Linked DNA regions of Mus musculus: region 1 is linked to region 2. A link is a contact called in public promoter capture Hi-C data. All regions are on one chromosome and are shown on one strand. The core of a region is the stretch at or near the end of the contact, and the rest is flanking DNA. Distances in the headings are between cores, read along the strand shown. Region 1 holds the start of Ddx47 (DEAD box helicase 47). Region 2 holds the start of Magohb (mago homolog B, exon junction complex core component).

What was found. Promoter capture Hi-C pulls out the DNA fragments that hold promoters and counts their contacts.
Region 1: a promoter capture Hi-C map of liver shows a contact between it and region 2, with 6 times the contacts expected there. The contact joins the promoter of Ddx47 here to the promoter of Magohb in region 2. A contact is called at or near these places in 2 of 39 promoter capture datasets (liver and pre-B cells).

Annotation. Positions count from the first base shown.
Region 1 is chr6:135,007,901-135,013,944 of GRCm38.p6, reverse strand. Ddx47 (DEAD box helicase 47) reads right to left here and starts at 2,333. Exons shown (of 12, transcript NM_026360.3): 1 at 2,217-2,333; 2 at 1,550-1,643. The coding sequence starts at 2,303.
Region 2 is chr6:131,288,085-131,294,763 of GRCm38.p6, reverse strand. Magohb (mago homolog B, exon junction complex core component) reads left to right here and starts at 1,520. Exons shown (of 5, transcript NM_025564.2): 1 at 1,520-1,692; 2 at 5,317-5,375; 3 at 6,618-6,679. The coding sequence starts at 1,599.

The DNA of each region.
Region 1 (6,044 bases), core at 1,084-3,583, 3.7 Mb before region 2:
ATAACCTCGTTCCTCCCATTCACACAAAAGCCCTGAATTTCCACTCGGTTCGCATCCCTGAGGGGCATACACATCAGAGGTACAATCTATGAAGGAGGGGCTATGTCCCACATCTGAAAATTCTTCTTCTGTGTGTTTGCTTTGGTTTTTTTTTTTTTTTGTGACAGGGCTTCTCTGTGTAGTCCTGGCTGCTCTGGAACTCGCTGTGTAGACCAGGCTAGCCTCAAATTTAGAAATCTGCCAAGCCCTGCCTCCTGAGTGCTGGGATTAAAGGCACGCACCACCACCACCTGGTTTGACACCTGAAAATTCTAATTCAGTAGGTCCAAGTTGTTTTAGAATAAGGAAATAGAGGATGGTGATAGAATCGCTATTATAAAGCCAAAGGAAAGAAACAGTAGCTAAAGAGACAGGCTAGTAAAATACTGTGTTGAAATGAAAAGATAACTTCAAGAAAGGTCTGATCAAGGGTGTTGGAAGATACAGAATAAGCAAGATGGATTTTCTTTCTGGTTTTTTTTTTGGGGGGGGGGCGTTGTTTGTTTGTTCTTTGTCTTAAAGACAAAGTGTTTTCCTACTTGCTTAGTAGACCAGGCTAGCCCCAAACTCTCAGAAATCCTCCTGTCTCTGCCAATGGAGTGCTGGGATTAAAGGTGTGCACCACCACGCCTAGCTTTATGGTGGATTCTTTTTTTTTTTTTTCCTCTTTTTTTTTTTTAATTACGTATTTTCCTCAATTACATTTCCAATGCTATCCCAAAAGCCTCCCACACCCTCCCCCCCCCACTCCCCTACCCACCCATTCCCATTTTTTGGCCCTGGCGTTCCCCTGTACTGGGGCATATAAAGTTTGCCTGTCCAGTGGGCCTCTCTTTCCAGTGATGGCCGACTACGGCATCTTTTGATACATATGCAGCTAGAGTCAAGAGCTCCGGGGTACTGGTTAGTTCATAATGTTGCACCTACAGGGTTGCAGATCTCTTTAGCTCCTTGTATACTTTCTCTAGCTCCTCCATTGGGGGTCCTGTGATCCATCCAATAGCTGACTCTGAGCATCCACCTATGTGTTTGCTAGGCCCCGGCATAGTCTCACAAGAGACGGCTATATCACGGTCCTTGCACCAAACGCTTGCTAGTGTATGCAATGGTGTCATCGTTTGGAGGCTAATTATGGGTCTCTTGATGGTCCATTGTATGGATTCTTAATTCTCATCTCTTAGAGCTAACAGTCAGGATCTGCCATGCAAATTCAGACAGTAGAGTGCTCTAGGGGTTTAAAACTGTCGTCCCACCATTCATTAACGTCAGTGTCTACCTCCCAAATGGTACAGGCTTGTGCCACCGTGATCACACCTGGCTTTATATTTATTTGAAGCAAGGTCTCTGCCTCCTCGGTGTTAAGAACTCAAGTAGTCCTGCCATACCCAGGGAGAGATTATATCTTTATTTCACTTGGAATTTGACAGCAATAGCTCTTAGAAGCAACACAAAAACTGAATATAATGCCACACTGGCTCTGTACTAGCCTGCATATTTAATTCCAACCTACCTTGCAAGGCCAAAGGAATAGCTTCGATCTGGATCTTGGTGGGCTTTGCCCATCCCAACTGGTCACAAGCTTCACACAATACATCCGTAACACCCTTTGAATTCAGAAAACCATACTTTAGCAAAGAATACATCCTCACCTTTATCAGAGCCATCCTCCTGGTGATACGTAGCCCTTTGCACTTTACATAACTGTACATCTCAGACCCTGCTTTATATGAACACTATGGGACAGCGCCTTGAGACAATTTCTCTTCACCAGGGGCTGCTGTCAACTCTTTGCATGTATTATCTCATTTAACCCGTCAAATCAGTTCCGACCAGTGGCTAGCTATTATTCTACCAAGTGCCTCACGTGTATAAAGTGAGGCGCACACCATAACAACTTGCCTCTTGTAAGGAGGTCACGCGTGACCCTAGATAACATAAGGCTCTACAGTAACTGGGGAGAAAAACAAACGGGGGCTCTCACGACCCAGCGGCATCCTACAAGGCAAATGCACCCGAGGGAGCGTGAAGAGACCCCGAGTTTCTGACAGCCTGAAGATAGCATGAGCTAGGCCCCAAGGTGTTTTTACACACCACCGGCTGGGATATGAAGTACCCAAACCCTGGGTGAGCCTAAACGCCAACATCACAAAATAAATACCAGCATCACCCATTCTCACCAGGTCTTTAAATGTTTTCGTTTCCTCCTCTTCCGCAGCTGTCTGAAGGGCTCCAGAGGGGGAATCGGGTTCCTCGTCCGCCGCCATCTTGCTCGTGGGCTCCGGAAGTGGGGCCGAGGCGCAAGGCGTGCTGGGAAATGTAGGCGATTACTTTCCTAGAGTGTAGGTTCTGAACGCCTCCTGCTGGCGGGTCTGGCGTGGCAGCGCCCCACACAGGAGGGACTTGGAAGAACAGCAATGGCTGGAAGCCTGTGTGCCTAAGGAACTGAGACGATCCCTTCTTGCTGCCCTTTGGGTATCTGCCCTATTTTTTATTTTTTTAAATTGGTTTCTTGAGGCAGGATTTCATTCTGCAACTTCGGCCTTCCAGGGCCTTGGCTGTCTTCCCTTTGGCTTATCACTTTTCTAACTATAGAAATGTAAACACATGGACATCACGATACTATTTATTCATTACTTCATATATTTGACAACTGACAGCCTGCCATATGCTTGGACTGTGCTAGGTGTCTAATGATAGAGCAGGACAGTATCAACTTCCACTGCAAAGAGAAGGCAAACAATACATAGGTAATAATGGGCCACTTTGAATTATGAAAAGTGCTACATAAAAATAGGGGAGCAAAGCTTTGGGAGAAAGAATTGTCAGGATTGCTGCAAGACTGAGAAGGTGTCTCTGAGGCAGTGATATTTGAGCTGGGACCTTACTGATACCAGAAAGGCCGTTCTGAGTTCAGGGGACACCTATTCAAGACTGGCAGATCTGAGCCGAGCGTGGTGGCACACGCCTTTAATCCCAGCGCTTGGGAGGCAGAGGCAGGCAGATTTCTGAAACCCTGTCTCGAAAAAACAAACAAACAAACAAAAAACTGGCAGATCTGTGAATACAAAATTCCTGAGACCCGTGAGATATCTGAACTGCCACCACTTAAGCTAGTGAGGTACAATGTATGTTACATGCCCTGTGCCTGCAAGTGTACCCTAGTGGGGAGGCATTGGCATTCTCAATGTGTGGGGCACACTTTCTGAAACTGAGGCATTAGAGACAATCTGCTATGCTTTTCTTCGTGGTATCCCTTTCTCTGGCAGAGTGTGTTGTTAAAATGTGCGCAGCGCATGTCAAACATACCCTTAAGAGTATTTAGGGCTCCAAGTCCTGAGGCTGTTGTGGGAAAGGCCATAGATTTAAATATAATATAACTAAGATTGGGAGTGGTGGCCCATGCCTTTAATCCCATCACTCAGGAGACAGAGGCAGGTGAATCTCTGTGAAGTGGAGGCCTGCCCGGTCTACATAGCAAGTTCCAGAACAGTCAGGGTTACTTGGTAAGACCCTGTTTCAAATATATATTATATGTGTGTTATATTACAAGTGTGTATGGATGGATGTAACAACCTTCTACTAAAACACAGAGAAGCAGAAACTACACTTGAAGAGGTTTGTGATGATTGCCTGTGGAGGGAGGGGAATTAAGATAAAATGCACAAGTCGGAATTCAGAAACAAAATGACAGAAGATAAAAGAATAAATAGAAAAAGCCAAGGGAGGGGACTATGGTGGTACACTCCCTTAATCACAGAGCTTGGGAGGCAGGGGCAGGCAAATCTCTGAGTTCAAGGCTACCCTGGTCTACAGAGTGAGTTCCAGGACACCCAGGGCTATACAGAAAAACCCTGTCTGGAAAAACAAACAAAAACCATTGCTCTCATTCACCATGATGCTGGTCTTCAGAAAAGAAACTGGGAAAGGAGACTGCCTCAGAGACAAGAGGCGGTCTTTGTTTCCCTGACTCTAGAGACAAAATGGATGTTAAGTATGTGCCACCTGGGTGAAGTGAAACTCAGCAAAGCGTTGGGGTTGGAAACCATGGCAGACCAGAGGGATTTCTCTGACTGTTTCTTTATCAGTGGTTCTCAGCCTTCCTGATGCTACGACCCTTTAATACAGTTCCTCCTGTTGTGGTAACCCCAAAACATAAAACTATTTCATTGCTACTTCATAACTGTAATTTCACTACTGTTATGAATTGTAAATATCTGATATGCAGGATATCTGATATGCAGGATATCTGATATGCAGGATATCTGATATGCAGGATATCTGATATGCAGGATATCTGATACGTGACCCCTGTGAGAAGGTCGTTCAACCCAGAGACATAGGGTTGAGAACCACTGCTTTAGAAAGTGATGGGTTTTTTTCTCCGCACATTCCTGAAGAATAGTCTGCGTCCTTTGGTTTGGTTTGTTTGTTTTTCTTACATTTCACTCCAAGTTAAAAAAAGGAAAGCGCCTTCTGTATAAAATAGGCCATCCCAACATGGATTCTACCAGACAGTCATAGCACACGGTTGGCTGGCAGAAAGCCAAAGGCATTCTGGCTCTCTATTTTGCCCTTCCTGTAACTACCTTCTATTTATTTTATTTTACTTTATTTTATTTTATTTTATTTTATTTTCTCCAGCATCTCATGTAGCACAGTATGTTCTGCCTCAAATTCCCTGTGTATCAGAGGCTGACCTTAAGCTCTTGATCCTCCTGCCTCCACCTTCCAAAGGCAGAGAGGACAAGTGTGCACCACCATGCCTGGGAACTAGGCCATTTAAAGTGTCCCTGTATGTGAAACACACTCTTGGAAGGAGGAGTTGACTTGTCCTGAAAAAAGTCTGATCTCCACTATAGTGAGGTCCTTCCCACCTCTTGTCACTGTTACACAGACCCGCTAAGGAAGTCATTCTTCTTACTTGACCAGCGAAGAACTTGAGTCTCATAGGAAAAGAGCTGTGTCCAGGATCATGAAGCAATGTGATAAGAAACAAGTCCAGAATCCAACCTACTTGAGGTCCCAACACATGACCTTACTTTTTCCTTTATTCTCTCTCTGTCTCTCTCTCTGTGTATGTCTCTGTGTGTGTGTCTCTCTCTGTCTCTCTGACTCTCTGTGTGTGTGTGTGTCTGATAGAGTCTCACTCTAGATAGTTCTAGCTATCCTAACACTCACTCTATAGACCAAACTGCCCTTAAACTTGCAGATAATTCACAGAGACCTCCCTAGTGCTAGGATCAAAGGCCATCACATGCAACACCAGTAAGCTTTCTGAAGTCACCTTTACATTATCAAGACCAGCTTCCATCTGCCCAGCTACACTCGGAATTCTACTAATCAAATTCTTCTCCACAAACCAAGAGGGAGCCACCATAGCAGTTACATTTTCTCTGGATGAACTTGGATTTCCTTCAAGAGAATGGAACAGGGAAGTGAGAACAGAGGGCAGCTGAGGTGTCACAGAGCCCAGAGGCCCTAGTGGGAACAAGTGGACAGGCTGTCAACTTAGATGCATCATTGAAAGGTCCCCAAATTTCAAGTCACAGAAAAGGAAACGAGCACTCATGAGATGTCTGAAAACTGGCTGCTGCCTTAACACCTATGAATAGTATAAGATGCTGGGCTTGTGGCATCACAGGTGCAGAAAACAAGCTTTCCTATCTTCACCCCATCTTACCCTTCCTCACCTGGCCCCTGACTCCTGGATAACACTGACTGCTGCTTTAAGAGAACTGATTTACTTGCTGTTGATAAAACTCCGTAAAAACTCCACGTTCATGCCTGTATTCCCAGTTCTTGAGAGGCAGAGGCAGAAAGATCATGTGTTCAAGGCCAGCCTATATAGAGAGACTCTGTCTCAAAAGAAATAAACTGGGCCTGGTACTGCCTGCCTTTAAAACCAGGGCCCAGGAGGCAGAGGCAGAAGTAGAGGCAGATAGATCTTTGAGTTCAACGCCAGCCTGGTCTATAGAGAGTTTCAGAACTGCCCTGGATGCATAGCA
Region 2 (6,679 bases), core at 271-2,770:
GCATAGATTTCAAAGCATATCATATACATGTTGTTTAATTTTCTCAGGTCTGTGTTTGGCAGTTGATCACTGTGTATCTAGTTAGTTAATGATCAAACAGGTTGAGAGATAATGACTTGTCCAAGGTTACGTGGGACCAGTACTGAGACTGGACTCTTTTTCTTAGGATTGTGACAGAAGGCCATCAGTCACCGATAGGATTACTCAGTGGTGCTAAAAGAAAGGTGATCAGGAATTGGAACGAGGGAACTGGGTGCAGTTCACTGTCATTTTGTGCTCTTCAAGACTACACTTGGATGTTCCGTATTTTTCCAACTCAAACTGTTGAGAACTGTGACCTAGCCCTGCAAATATATAGGGTACTAACCATTAACCCTTAGTGACTCATGAGTTGTAGTATACTATGAAAAACTCTTCTATGATGACTATCTGGACTTTTCAGTTTCATGTGCTATTTAAACATCAAACTCCCACCAGACAGATTCATTTTACTCTGTGTCTCCGTCTGGGCTGTTAGCTACTGGAAATTTTGAAGTATTACCAAAAGGGACTCTGGTAGATTGTGTTCTGGTTGCCACCGGAATGTATCTTTTCTCAGTTCACCAGTTTCAGGAAGTAGAGTCACACCCCACTTTACAATGTGCTTCGAGATCAGAGATACCCACAATAAGTACAGCTTGTAAACCTTAGTTCAAAACTCAGAAAAAGACACACCTATAGCATAGGGCAACTCGAAAGTAAAAGTGGTTTTACATCTGTTCCTTCCAAGCCCATTTAAACAAACGAGAAGAAAACAAAGAAACAAAATCCCTAGCTATTTCTTTGCTAAGATAAAATATACAGGAAAACGGACAAATCTGGCAATTATTATAGTGAGGTAATGATGAAGTATTAAGACAAATCTTGTATAGAATTTTAGCTTTTGTATGAGTGTATTTATGTGCTAGTGAGTGTAGGTTATTAAACCAGAGAGGATACTGAGTGTAGGTTAAAGAAATAGAGTGGGAAGTGTAACAGGATACATTTAACAAGAAAGTGCAGCGGGAATAATTTGGGCCCAAGGGTTGGGGGCAGTAGATGAGGAAGAGGTGGAGTGTGGCTCAACCAAAATATAGAATGCCAAAATGAAATCCGGGACTTTGTATCCACCAACGCGCTCATGCAAGCCACCCTTATTAAACTCGGTGAGCCTCCCCTCAACCCAGACAAAAACAAGGCGTAAACGTACAGGAGGGCTTATTGGTAAGACTGGTTCAGCGGAGAAGGGATGAGAGAAGATAACATGGTGGGAGCGACTAAAATTCATCATGTACGTGTATAACATCGTCACAGAGTTAAAACGTAAAAATCGAAGACATGAAAATCTTTTCCAAAAAAAGAAAAAAAAAAAAAAAAAAGCGCTCGAGATCGTGGTGGCTCCAATGCGAACCTTCAGTTCTCTTGGGGGTCTCTTGCTTCCTCTTCAGTTTTCCGGGATTTCGTTCCCTACCGGAGTAAACGCGCCCTTGGTGACGCGCTTTGCCTGCGCCCGTGACGTCACTACCTCGCGCCGGCGGCACGTTGGCCCCGCGGTATAGCGGGCTTTACCGAGGGTAAAAATGTCTATGGGTAGTGATTTCTACCTTCGCTACTACGTCGGGCATAAGGGCAAGTTTGGGCACGAGTTTTTGGAGTTCGAGTTTCGGCCGGACGGTGAGCGGCGGAGGGGCTGCGAGGGAGGGCGAGCCGCCCAGGGAGCGGGTTTCAGCGTGTGTGTGTGTGTGTGTGTGTGTGTGTGTGTGTGTGTGTGTGTGTGTGTGTTTCCTTTCTTCTTTATTTCAATTTACTTGTTTAGTTTTGAGAAAGGGCCTTGTTGTGTAGTCCAAGCCGCCCTCGAACTCACGATCCTCCTGCTTCAGCCTCTGGGATGCTGGGATGACAGGCGTGTCACCATGCCCCAGACTCCCAGAAGGGCTTGAAGGGTTTCATTCCAACATTGGAAGACTTTGCTTTTGTAGCAGGCTTGTGCTGTATTTGTGAGAGCAGACATGGGTTATGTTTGTGAGAGGGAAAAAAATGCTGTAAAGTAATTCAGAAAAGCGAATTCTGCCACTCCTGAAAAGTTGAACATATAGGAATCGGAAACTTAGAGCAGAGAACCTGTGCTCCGGGAGTGTTAACAGAATTATCAAGTGATACTCCAGAGGATGCATGGAATCTTTAGGTGACCTCTTTGGCCTACTCGTTCATTCATGGTATGTGTTAAAGCTGCTTTATAGGGGAGGAGCCCCGTGTCTGAACACAGGAATGTGGTATGTGTCAGGTTTGAAATACAGTTCTTCACTAGTGGATGATGGCCAAAGGTAAGGGAGTCAGTGGAAATGCTCCTAGAAGCTCTTTTTGTGCCACCTCCTAGGCAGTCGGCCAGCCTTGTCTAAATGAGTCTGAAAATCTCCTTCCTAGCCACCAGCTGTCAGAACTCTTTCAAGGGGACAATCAATACAAACTTCATACTTTCAGCAAGAAGCAAATGGCCACAGGGGTAGCCGCTGATGCTCTGGGTGAAGAGGGGAAGTGTTGTGTGGTCCCAGTCACAACCAAGGACTGGGGGAATGACAAACAAGCTTTTCCCACAAAACAAGGCTTCTTGACCCAGAGCAGAGTGTACCTGCTGTTGAGTAAGGGGCATACTTCTATAGACCAAGGAGAGCTGGAGAGAGGAATTGCAGGTCTGTTCTTGATATATTATGAATGCCAATCTGAGTGCTTTCAAATTGGTTATTGTAAAAAAATATTGATACTGCTGGACTGAGCCCCTGTCCCTCTGTTTTTGGTCCCAACAAGCTAGCAGAATCTTAAAGCATTTTAGTAACTCTAAAGAAGACGATGTCTGCTAATGAACTATTGAAAAGCCCTGCAACAGTGGCTGTAAGAAATCCAGGAGGAAAGCACCCAAGGTTCAGCATCTACTTACGTCACTTGTCCTTCAACAACACCATCTCCAATGTATTGTTCTCAAGAAGCAACACACTAAGAAAAACAAGGTAGCTACAGAATAAGCTTAACTTTTGGCCTAGAGAATGAAGCTTAAAAAAAAAAAATACCAGGAACAGATTTCCAAGAGACATAGACTGTCCTCAATGAGAGCTTCTACTTTTAAGTCTGAGTCCAGTAAACAGTAAGTGTTTAAGACAAAGAAGTAAATGATCAGACCTTGAAAAACAAAACAAAAAAAGTTTTCCCTGAGTCTTTTTATTGGGGTGGGGGTGGGGGGTTGAGACAGGGTTTCTCTGCAGCCCTGGCTGTCCTGGAACTCACTCTGTAGACCAGGCTGGCCTCGAACTCAGAAATCTGCCTGCCTCGGCCTCCCGAGTGCTGGGATTAAAGGCGTGTGCTACCACGCCCAGCTTCCCTGAGTCTTTAATCCTAGTACTCTGGGGGCAGATGGAGTTTCAGAAAAGCCAGAGCTACACAGTCAAACCCTGTCCCCTCACAAAGTTCCCCATGCAAAAAAGAATCTGCCCCTAGAAGATGAGACACTTGATTGAGATAAAACTGAGAAACCTTCTTGGTTTCTGGGTGAGAGAAAAACCAGAGGAGAGCAGAATGATCAGGGGTTTGTTGGAGCCTCTCCCTGTGTAGTGTAAGGCAATTCTGTCTTGGGACAGCTCTGCCTACCTGCACCAAGAATTTTTATTTTTGAATGTTCATTATGTAGTGGGCAGTATATAAATGTCAAAGCTGAAGGTACTTGGGAGACAAACATTTAACCTACTATAGGACAGTATGGGTTTTACTTAAGTGCTTTATGCATGACTTGCACGAGGTTCTTTGATAGGTAAGGAGAGGATCATGGATTCCAAAAGTTTCAAGCATTTAGGAAGAAGTCAGCATAGCAGTCAGTGTTCCTGCTGTTATTTAGAACTTAATAACTTCACCCTTGTTTCCCAAATTTTGTTGTTGTGGCAGTGGTCTTCTAGTTTTCTCTTTTCTTTTCTTTTCTTTTCTTTTCTTTTCTTTTCTTTTCTTTTCTTTTCTTTCTTTCTTTCTTTCTTTCTTTCTTTTTTTTTTTTTAAGATTTATTTATTTGTTATATATACAGCATTCCACTGGCATGTATACCTGCAGGCCAGAAGAGGGCACTAGATCTCGTTATGGATGGCCATGAGCCACCGTGTGGTTGCTGGGCATTGAATGCAGGATCTCTGGAAGAGTACTGTTCTCTTGACCTCTGAGCCATCTCTCCAGCCCTAGTTTTATTTATTTTTATAAAAAATTAATTGCTTTTTAAAAATTTTATTCCTCTTGTAATTCTGTTCTTGTTCCTCTTGCATTTGAATAACACCAGCTTGTTCTTAGCACCCTGAGTCATTCAAATTAAGACCTCCAACAGTATCAGGAGAATTTTATGTAAGGATTTATTCTCATGCGTCTCTGCCACTGCATTGTTCCACTTACATGGAAAATAATGAACCATGAGATCTACAGTTCCTGAGGGGTACACCCCAGTAGGGTAACCTGTCAGTTTAGCAGATGAGAAAGACATTACAGCTGTATCAGGGCCCCTAACTGACTCACCATGCAGGGAAGCACACACCAGGGGCTTCAGAGGTCTGAAGGATGGGTTGAAATAAAGCAGCTAACAAACTTGGCAGTTCATGTCCTTTGCTTGCTTCCTAGTTTAAAAAAAATTATTAGCAAAATGCACTAATATGAAGGAAAGGAATTAAGAGAGTACTTTGGAACAATAGAGAAAGAGTTGATGCAAAACAGACCTTTTGATACTCTGCAGCTCTGCAAGTTGCTTAACTTGATTTTATCTCCTGTGAAGAGGCGAGAAAGTGAAAGCTGTTCTTGGAATTCCTTTAGAGATTAGATGAAATGTTGTGAGTGCAGTCAGCGTTTACCACTAACATATGACACTGAAGAGAATACTTAGTGCTTAGACATAGTCACTTTGTGTTTAGGGCTAGATTAAGAAAATAAAACTGTTTATTGTGCACAACTTTAATCCCCAAACATAGGAGACAGTGGCAGGTGGATAGATCCCTGTGTGTTCAAGGCTGCCAACCTCATTACACAGTGAGGTCTTGTCTCAAAGGAAGGAAGGAAGGAAAGGAAGGAAGGAAAGGAAGGAAGGAAAGCAAATAGACCTTAACAAACCTGACCCATTTTATGTTGAAGGTATGGAATGTTTTAAGAATTACTAGCCTGCTTTTATATTTATTATTTAGCATTGATCTTGCATGAGAAAAGTAGATATACTAATAAAAGTGGGACTATGAAATTGTCTTTACCTCTAATTACTCATGATGTTCTTTCTTTCTCTCCACACAGGGAAGCTTAGATATGCCAACAACAGTAATTATAAAAATGACGTGATGATCAGAAAAGAGGCAAGTTCTGTTCATTTGTTCATGCATGTGTGTGTGCATGCGTGCAAACATGCTTGACTTTTTTTTCTCTTTCTTTCTTTCTTTCTTTCTTTCTTTCTTTCTTTCTTTCTTTCTTTCTTTCTTTCTTCCTTTTTTGAGACAGGGTCTCACTTTGTAGCCCTGCTGTCCTGGCTCTCACAGTGTAGACCAACCAGACTAGCCTAGAACTCAGAGATCCACCTGCCTCTGGCTAACTTCTTTTTAAATGTCAAATTTTTAACATTTTGTTCATTTATCTTGTCTGTGTTGACTGAAGTTATGTCAAGGGTCTCTTTCAAGAAGAAACTAATTTATAGATTGAAAGGTTTCTATTTTAATTACATATGATTTTAGCTTTTTTTTTTTTTTTTTTTTTTCTGTTTTTTCGAGTCAGGATTTGTCTGTGTAGCCCTGGCTATCCTGGAACTCACTCTGTAGACCAGGCTGGCCTCGAACTCAGAAATCTGCCTGCCTCTGCCTCCCAAGTGCTGGGATTAAAGGCGTGCGCCACCACTGCCCAGCAATTTTAGCATTTTTAAAAAGTTTTTTTTTATTGTGTGTTTGTATGGGTATGCACATGTAACATACATAGTATGCCTGGTAGAAATCAAAGAACAGCTGGTAGAAATTGTTTTTTTTTTTCTCTTACTATATGGGTTCTAGTGATTGAACGCAGGTATTTTTTCTCGGCTTTCTTTACCCACTGAGCCATCCTGGTGGCAGTTTTAACAAAGGAGTCAGCCTAAATACTTACAGCCCATATCATTTAATTCATTTTATGAAGTATAAATTTTTTTCTTAGATGTTTTCTTTTACATTTCAAATGCTATCTTCTTTCCTAGTTTCAATTTTAAATGGAAGGTGAGGAAGTTAGGCTGGGCTTCAAGTGCCAGCTCCTGTGTGCTTGTGCTGTGCCCTCAGTCTACAGCTAATACTGGCCCTGTAACTGTAAGCTGCCTGGTACCCCTACTACCCTGGCAGAATATGGGGCCTCAGAGCAGCTAGTGTGAGCAGATGGCACCTGTGTGTGGTAAAGGACATGGGTGTAGGGAGAGTAGCATTTGTGAGAAGGATGAATTTTATCCTGCAGCTCTGGGGTCAAGTTTACTTTTCACTCCCATTCTGTTTGGATATTTAGGACTTGGAACTGGCTTTTATTATATCTTGCTGAACTGTGGGAAGACAGACAGGCGTTCAAAGATCTTATTGTAACTGACTTTTCAGGCCTATGTCCACAAGAGTGTAATGGAAGAACTGAAGAGAATTATTGACGACAGTGAAATTAC